Regions from separate parts of the Mus musculus genome. Here all the other regions are linked to region 2. The links are chromatin contacts, called in public HiChIP or PLAC-seq and promoter capture Hi-C maps. All regions are on one chromosome and are shown on one strand. Each heading gives the region's core, a stretch centred on a gene start, on an enhancer-like site or on the middle of the called end of the contact. The rest is flanking DNA. Distances are from core to core; before and after follow the strand shown.

Region 1 (2,700 bases), core at 28-2,527, 270 kb after region 2:
AGTTCAGGAGCTAGCTTCCCAGCTAGATAGACCTGTGCTCAGATGCTAGCCTAGCTCTGCCTTCCCTTGGGTTGCAGCCTCTCTGGGCCTCAGCATAGTCATCTGGGACCCCCTCTCTGGTGGCTGTGGCTTAGAAAGGGCAGAGCTGTTTGGTGTCCTTTGCTTCTGTTCTCCCTCACAGGACTTTCTCCTCCCAGACCTCCTACCTCCTTTCTCTGTATTCCTCACTCTGTTCAAAAAGATGGCCAGGCCTGGGCTGACTCTGAGCCTGGCCGGAGAAGTCGTGGCATTATCTTAGTATGAGTCCTGGAATCTCTGCAGATCTGCTCGGGCACCTGGGATAAGTTGCTTTGAACCTGCCTTCTTCTGCAAACAAAATTGTCACACGGTCTGAGAACAGACAGGAAGCACTCACCACAGAGGACTTAGTGCAGTTGGCAGTGGCATTAACAAAAGCAGTGATAAGTTGACCCTATAGACACATACAGCCGTCCTCTGCATACACGCCCACAGATAGTACCCACGAGCCATGCTGTACAGGGCCTTCCCACTGCCTCCTGCCAGGCCTTGTCCCCATTTGAATCATGAAGAGCAGGAACATGGAGTTTCTCTGTGGGTTTGGTGGGTTGGTTGATTTGTTCCAAGGCAGCAACCAAACGAGCATATAGGAAACACATGTCAAAACGATGTAATCTTTGAGTCTGTGGACTATTTGGACAAAAGGAGAACACTCAGAACTCTGGGTAACTTTGTTACTGGTTTATATATTAAGTAGAACAAGAAAAATGTGTCTGTTCAAATACTCCCAGTATTGAGCATTTAAATTGAATAGATTATTGTCTAGAGTAAAATTCACTTATAAATTAGACTACAAAGAATTCATAATTGTTACAGTTTCCATGTTCATTCGTTCACGTTAAAAATTGTTACTGCATAAATTAACACGTTCTTTCTTGGAGAACATATTTTAGAAAGATTTGTTACTTTAATAACTCTTTGTGTATTAGAAATCCCAGATGCCGGTGCTAATTAAATGTAATCAGATTTTGGATTCAAAAAGCACAGTAGCCATTTAGCACAAAGGAGCAGGCAGCTAGGTTGACAAACACGGTCAGGAAGGACTGGGTCCCTGATTCTTTTAGCTTTCCAGTTTCACAATGCAGAGCTGTGAATGCAGTTCCTGTCTTTCCTTTGTTCTGATGACTGGGGATTATTAGACTCAGGCCGCCCGCCGCTGTTCCAGCTCAAGGACTCCTGCAGAATTATTAATCAGCTGCTTCAGAGGCCCTGTAATCCAGTGGCAGATCAAGGCTGATCTCACCACGAGGTGCCCTCCCTCTGCTCCCCTCAGCGTATGAATTTCTTGTTCTCTGTCAACAACAGCATCGCCATTCCCACACTGTGTGCTGTGACCTGAACAGCAAATGTCAGCAGAGAAGGGGGGAGGTGGAATCCTGTTAATTGTTGAATTTAATTTAATTCTTTCCTTGCTAAAGAACTGAACCCATCTTTTAAGAAAAGCAAACCTCTTCCCGTCTCTTATTCCCCAGGCAGAGCTTTTAAAAGGCTGTAGTGAAGTGACCAGGCCACACCACCCCACAGGCCCACACGGGGAGTTTATCATCCCCAGAGCTGCCAGAAGCCATGTGCTGAGCCCCACGTGCAGAACTGAGCCAAGCTGCCTCCCTGAACTGTCCAGGGCCAGAGTTTGGTGCACCTCTGTCCCTGGGCAGAAGTCGGCTTCATTTGTATTCCGCTGCCTCTGTCTCTAGGCTTCCTACCACTGGTGTCTCTGGGAGGGACAGCTTTGTTCATCTGCTGTAGCTTCCGCCTAGATTAGTAGTCAGGGGAGCAGGGCAGATGCTGGGAAATGGAGATGAACTGTTGGGAGCATCATCCCCTCCTAGCAAGGCTGTGCTGACAGCCAGATGAAATAAACGAAGGGGGCTTTTAAATCACTCATTTCTCCCTAGTCCCTTTTAAGATTAAAAATGCTTGCAGGGTGGCAGGAAACTGATTTCTACCACTTCCATCCTTGGACAGCTCTGTGAGGTGGCCTAGGGAATGCAGACAGGGCCTGGTGCCAGCACAGGTCCCTGAGCCGACTCTGAGCACCTTCCTCTGTCTGCCCAGCCCACCAGTAGTCCTGCTTTGTGCTCACAGGGGCATCGTCCTCTCCTCTGTGCTGTTTTGGGCAGAGCTGCCTGGCAGTTGTTTATGAATGGTCAGGAGCAAGCCCTCACTTTGTACAGCCCACGTTTCTTGGTAATCGTCACTAAGGAAGCAGATGGTCACCCTCTGTGATTTTAAAGTGTTTAAATAGGAACTGCAGACTGCCATCAAACATCAGAAACGTCTTCTGGCTTCCTTGTCGTACTCTGCTGGCTGGCAGAAGGAGCCTGCATTTGCATCAGCTGGAGAGTGAGGGACAGGCAGAGCACATGCACACTGCCTGCAGCTACGAGCCTTTCTCCTAACCAAAGGAAGGTACCTGGGCCCAACACACTGCTCTCCACAGGGTCCCAGAAACATAGGCACTTTGCCAGATTGGAAAGCAGAAGACAGTTTAAACCAACCTGTGGTCATGCTTGTCTTCTGTACGTCCCCTCCTCTTGGGACGTTTTTTCTAGACTCAGAGCCAAGCCCCAGTATGATGAGCCTGTCCCACTCAGTATCCCCACTGTCCACACTGCCTAGCAC
Region 2 (2,700 bases), core at 43-2,542:
ACAAAGCTGCTTTCCTAAGACTTCACACCAGCTGTACATCGCCAGCTTAAATAAAGCTGTTCTAAGATCCGTTCTCTGCAGCGGATCATCGTGTCTGTTATGAAAGTAAAGATACACTGAGGCTAGGCATCCCTTGCTACTTGGTCTCCTTATGAGAATCTACAAGAAAAAAAAAAAAAGCTCAAGTAAAGAATTATAATCCTATGTATGTTCTTAATCTCAGGGGCCTCGCTATTCTTAATTATTTGTTCCCATCTTTTCTTTGGCTGCCAGGGAACTCAGTAAAGTTGTAGCATCGGCTAGCAATTATACCTGACTATGGTATGTGTGAATTCCTCTCCCTAACCCTGCCTTTATGGTATTTCTACCTTCAATCTCTCCTTAATTATTTAACTTTCAAAGTTGTGTGGGTGTGTGTGTTTAAGTCTTGGTGGGTGAGAAAAAATTTTTTAAAAAGAAGAAATTAATAAAGGGGTTTGGGTTGATGCTCAGTGAGTAAAAGTACTTGCTACACAAGTGTAAGGATCGAAGTTCAAATCTTAAAGCCAACTTAAAGCCAGAAGAGTATCTGTAATTCCAGCATGCCTACAGCCAGATGGGAGGTGGAGAAAGGAGACTCACCCAGAAGTTCTTGGGTCAGCTAGCCTGGCATACACAGCGGTGAACAAGAGACAGATAGACAGACAGTCTCTCTCTGTCTCTGTCTCTGTCTCTGTCTGTCTCTCTCTGTCTCTCTGTCTCTCTCTCTCTCTCTCTCACACACACACACACACATTACAAAACCAAGTCAGAAAGGAAGATATGTCACTGGTTTGAATATGAAATATTCTCTATAGTCTCATGTGTGTACAGATGCCCTGAGAACAGAGCCTACCACATATGAACCTGGGAATGCCTCAGAGCTTAAACCTAACACTCACCTGTAACTGCACTGTCACGATGAAGCTGGGTTCTCAACCCAGGTCTGTTTGCTACAGATTACAGCCTGTAGTACACGGTTCATTTGAGTCTGCTTAAAACTCGACTGTTTAAGTCTTTTTGAGAAGTCAGAACTCCCAAGAGGCCTTTCTTCCTGTTGAACACTCTCCTGCCTGTCCTGTTAACCTGCGAGTGGTTAGGGTTGGCTTTCATTTTCAATCATTTCTACTTCCCAGGGAAATAAGAACAAATTGTGGAGAAATTGCTGTGGCTGGAAGCGCACACAGGAAAGCAAGGCTGACAGGACAGGAGGAAGAGCAGGGGTGGGGGTGCAGACAGGAAGGGACTTGCACAAAGCGCTCAGAACTTGACTGAAGGCCAGGGAAATACAAAGAAGATCTTGGCAGGAAGCCTGGCCTGAGACTTTGCTAGAGCCACAATAGCACTAGGAGGAAGGGAGGAAGGGAGGGAGGAAGGGAGGGAGGGAGGGAGGGAGGGAGGGAGGGAGGGAGGGAGGGAGGGAGAGACCGAGAGACACAGACAGAGAGACAGACACAGAAAGACAAAGAAACAGAGAGACAGAGACAAAGAGAGATAAAAAGACAGAAAGACACAGAAATACACAGAGAAACAAAGACAAAGAGAAAGAGAAACAGAGAGACAGCGACACAGAGAGAGACAGAGACACACACAAAAAGAGACACTCTTCCATACTCTCTTCCCCTTTGCCTGCCCTGAGCCTCTGCTCACCAGGCAAACCCAACTTGATACTTGAGTCATTGAAGAGGGAACTCATTTCTATTTTTAGTAAGGACTTTCATCTCCAGTTGTGCCATCCTTCTACAGAATCTTAATTTCCCAGTTGCTGTAAGATCCTAGTAAAAAATTCAATATTTTTAAAACATCACTCAGTCTTGGGGGAGCTTTGTCCTAATGCAAAGATGAAGATGGCTCTCAGGTGCCAGCGAACAGCTGCGCCGTGCATAGCAGAGTCCCATTCACCAGAGCACTGATGCAGGGCACGTAGCTGGGCAGCTCCATTTGTTCAGGAGTAGAACTCGGTTTTTCCCTTTGGTAGGGGACAGGATCTGTTTCATCTGGGACTTTTTTTTTAAGCACCCCAGTCATTACACAGCTGGTCCTAGAGTCAAAAGATTCCATTCAGAAAAGCACCGGACAGTTCAGCATTCAGACCCTCAGCATACAGAGCCTGAGTGAAATCAGGACAATTCATTTTTCCACCCTCTGTTTATTTTGAAATTATTCAATTCTGGGGACAGGTTACAAGAGGGATGAAAAGACTATCCATACACCCCACACACACCTAGACATTCCATTGTATTCCATGGTATATTCTGCCTTCTGCATGTGACACGCACATGTCCTCATTCTTTGCCAAACTTTGAACCTTTAGAGAGGAATCTGCAGAAATTCTTACCTTTTACCCTACAAGTTCTTTAAAATAAAGACATATCCCTGGAAAACCACAGTATAATCGTTATGCCAGTAAACATTCCTAAATGAGATTTATTATGTATCGTAGAATGCATGCAAGGATGCCATCACACCCAAGCTCTGTCCTCGCCATCCAGGATCTCACTGGGAACTGTTGTATTTGGTCCCTGTGGCCGTTTTTTGGCACTCCAGTGCATCTCCCCACTTGGTCCCCCACCCCTGCAATTCTCTAAAAACACTGTTTGAAACTCTAAGTCAGCCATTTCACAGAGTCTCACTTTGAGTTTCATTAGTTAATCTGAGCAATCACGTTTATGTCAAGAAACA
Region 3 (2,700 bases), core at 13-2,512, 380 kb after region 2:
ATGATAGCGGGGGGTGGGAGGGTGCAGCAGAACCCAGCTGAATTGGAGGCCATTCCAAGCATTTTGTAGGACTGGGCTTGAGAGGTTTCTGGGCAGCTTTGAAAGCTAAGCAGCATGCTACCCCAGGGCACCCACTTGCAGCCCTGTGATTCGTTTTCCACAGACAGAATCTATACTAGCCACTGGGACACTCTGTGCTTTAACAAGATAGAAATTGATTGCTGCCAGCATGTCTGTGTCTGGGTACTTCTTTGGGCAGGAGTGGGTGGGGTGGGAGTCTCAGCAGGCTGGGTTTTGCTGCCTTCCTTTTGCCTGCAGCCCGGCGTTTGCTGTGTGTTGAAGGGTCTGCTCCTACTGACTGTGCTGATGTGCACAGGTGAAGCAGGGCAGTGGAGGTGCATGGTGACTGACAGCTCACATCAGGCTGCAGGGAAGAAGGGTGCTTTTCCGTGCAGTGGTGATGTCTTTCTGCCTCCATGCAGAGTCAGTGATTTCAGATTTCATCAGATGTTTATTAGAGAAGGTTGTGGACGGCAGGAGAATTCCTCTCAGAACCATTTGTTCTGCATGTTTGTGGGTGCTGGGCGCAGAGGCAGTGGGGAGGGGTAGAGGTGACAGCAGGCCTGTGGGGGTTGGGCGGCGCTGATGCCTTTTGCTTTCACAGAGGGACTGGTCGTGTACTGGCCAGCAGGTCAGGGACCGCGTATGGTCCTGCTGGCCAGTTTCCAGCTGGCCTTCACCAAACGAACCATGCTTCCTGCTTCCATAAACATGCTTTCCTCCTTCTCATTACAGAAGACAGTGATGATAATCGTAGCAATCAGCCCCAAATACAAACAGGATGTGGAAGGCGCTGAGTCGCAGCTGGACGAGGACGAGCATGGCTTACATACTAAGTACATTCATCGGATGGTGAGTGAGGGACCACAGCGCCTGGCTCTTCCTCTGGGGCAGGCACCCTCTCTAGGGGGGTTGTTTCTTCATTCAAGGTACTGGGATGTTTGGGGATGCCACAGTTATTTCTATGGCTCAGGATATTTTGAACCTTGAGACCTATGAAGCAGCATCACTCCTCCACCCAGTACTCAAACTGGTCCTGCCAGTAACTTAGAGGTATCAGTCAAAGTTCTAGGAAGTAGAGCTTTGTTTGCTTGGCTATTTACCAACAAGTGTGAAGTTTTAGGAGGCTAGAGTGGTGGAGTGGGCTGGGCATTGTAGCTGTTACATTCTGTTCCTCCCTTTTTCAGAGAGGCAAGTGAAAATTGGGAAGGACACTTCTGTCATGCCAAAAAAGCATGTGTCACATTAGCCTCCTAAGCACAGGCTATGTGGCCATGGCCCAAGTTCTTAAATCCTGCCCTTCTGCAACCCTGTTCACAAAATGGATCATCACTATACACGGTGCTGTGAAGATAAGTGAAGTGATATTCAAAGCATTTGGCACAAGAAAACACTTAACCAAAGAGATATTTGTTCTTTTGTGATAGGTGGGGAACATTCTACTCCCTAACCTGTGCCGTGGGGCTTGGTTACACTTAAACCATGGGAGAATTTAGAAGGAATCAAACTTGCTCAACAACTTGGAGGAAATATTACCCAGCTTCAGAGCTAGCTGTTTTATGGACTGCTTGCCATCTTGTCCTTTGTAGATTTAGAGATACGTTAGAGACCATTTCTATTTAACTAGGAAGCCAGACTAGACCTGTGACTTTCACACTGTCCTGTGGGAACTGTGTGTCTGAAGGCAAGAGTGGCCCTGGTTTCTCTGGCTTGTTTTTTACCAAGGATTCTGACATTAGAGAAAGAGCAGGGAAGTCACTGGACTTGAACTCACAACCCAGTTTCAGTCTCATCCTGCACGGAGATCGGGGATCATCACACCTCACTGCAAGGACTAAGTAAGCAGCATAGGGCAGGACACAGTCAGTAGCCTCAGGCCACCTTTTCCCCAGGGGAAAGAAAAGTTGACCACCATCCACCCTGTGGGTAGAGGGCAGGGAAGGTGTGTAAGCAGCACCCTTATCATCTGAGTCTTTAGGATCTCTGTCAGTGTGAACCACTTGTTTGAGTTTACAACCCAAAGTGGAAGCTAAGGTAAGGTGGTAAAATTCAAGGGTCTGGCTAAGGGTCAGGAGCTAAGTCTGCCTCATATCCAGTCTTACCCAGTGCCAGCCTGTGGAGTCTGAAAAATAGTATTCTTAGAAATAAACTGATCCATGAAGGTCATGACTGACTGGATATTTCTATCCCTTAGCTGTCTGTATCATGTCTGCACATTCCCAGAATACTGACATTCTGTCTACATCTCTAAGAACCTGCCAGTCCCAGGAACCAGCAGTTGGTACTTGGGAAGGACTCCAGGTCCCTACCAGTTCCTGGACAAACCTGTTTAGTTGTGCTAGTATATTGAAAAGCCAGCCAGTAATACACACAGTTCAACCCAATGACTGTGCCAGCTATAGCCATGTGGTCTCCAAATTTGGTTTCTTGGCCCTAATGTCTTTGGCTTCTCCTCGTCACAGAAGGGACTGGATGCGCCATCAGTATCTCCCCATTGATAGGCCGACTTCCTTGCCTCCTCTAGGCATCTGAGTAGTTACTACACAAATCAAATGATGCCATTAGAAAGCCAGTCTCTGAAAGAAATTATGAGAGACAACAAAAGTATACTGCTGAGGGCTTGTCTTTGACAGAGCAGGA

What was found. HiChIP or PLAC-seq counts read pairs in DNA pulled down with a chosen protein or histone mark. Capture Hi-C pulls out chosen DNA fragments and counts their contacts.
Region 1: a contact with region 2 is called in an H3K4me3 HiChIP or PLAC-seq map of embryonic basal ganglia, with 3 times the contacts expected there. The contact joins two enhancer-like sites. A contact is called at or near these places in 1 of 484 Hi-C or Micro-C datasets (bone marrow-derived macrophages), 7 of 115 datasets of contacts at active chromatin or transcription factors (the NIH/3T3 cell line, bone marrow-derived macrophages, cardiomyocytes and 4 more) and 2 of 9 other capture datasets (adipose tissue and liver).
Region 3: a contact with region 2 is called in a promoter capture Hi-C map of adipose tissue. The contact joins two enhancer-like sites. A contact is called at or near these places in 1 of 115 datasets of contacts at active chromatin or transcription factors (stem cell-derived neural progenitor cells) and 2 of 9 other capture datasets (adipose tissue and pancreatic islet).

What each region holds. Positions count from the first base shown.
Region 1 is chr10:39,539,939-39,542,638 of GRCm38.p6, forward strand. All of the region lies in intron 12 of Fyn (Fyn proto-oncogene), which reads left to right. Among named protein-coding and RNA genes, the nearest start is that of Gm40627, 49 kb to the right of the region's middle. Within about 2 kb of position 1,278, at least 137 of the 459 cell types and tissues checked have an H3K27ac peak or open chromatin away from gene starts, as enhancers often do. A contact at or near this core is called in adipose tissue, embryonic basal ganglia and stem cell-derived neural progenitor cells, where this site is marked.
Region 2 is chr10:39,265,494-39,268,193 of GRCm38.p6, forward strand. No RefSeq gene overlaps it. Among named protein-coding and RNA genes, the nearest start is that of Gm31562, 22 kb to the left of the region's middle. Within about 2 kb of position 1,293, at least 138 of the 459 cell types and tissues checked have an H3K27ac peak or open chromatin away from gene starts, as enhancers often do. A contact at or near this core is called in adipose tissue, embryonic basal ganglia and stem cell-derived neural progenitor cells, where this site is marked.
Region 3 is chr10:39,646,054-39,648,753 of GRCm38.p6, forward strand. Traf3ip2 (TRAF3 interacting protein 2) reads left to right here. Exons shown (of 9, transcript NM_134000.3): 7 at 796-912. All of the region lies in intron 2 of E130307A14Rik (RIKEN cDNA E130307A14 gene), which reads right to left. Among named protein-coding and RNA genes, the nearest start is that of Gm16364, 34 kb to the left of the region's middle. Within about 2 kb of position 1,263, at least 71 of the 459 cell types and tissues checked have an H3K27ac peak or open chromatin away from gene starts, as enhancers often do. A contact at or near this core is called in adipose tissue, where this site is marked.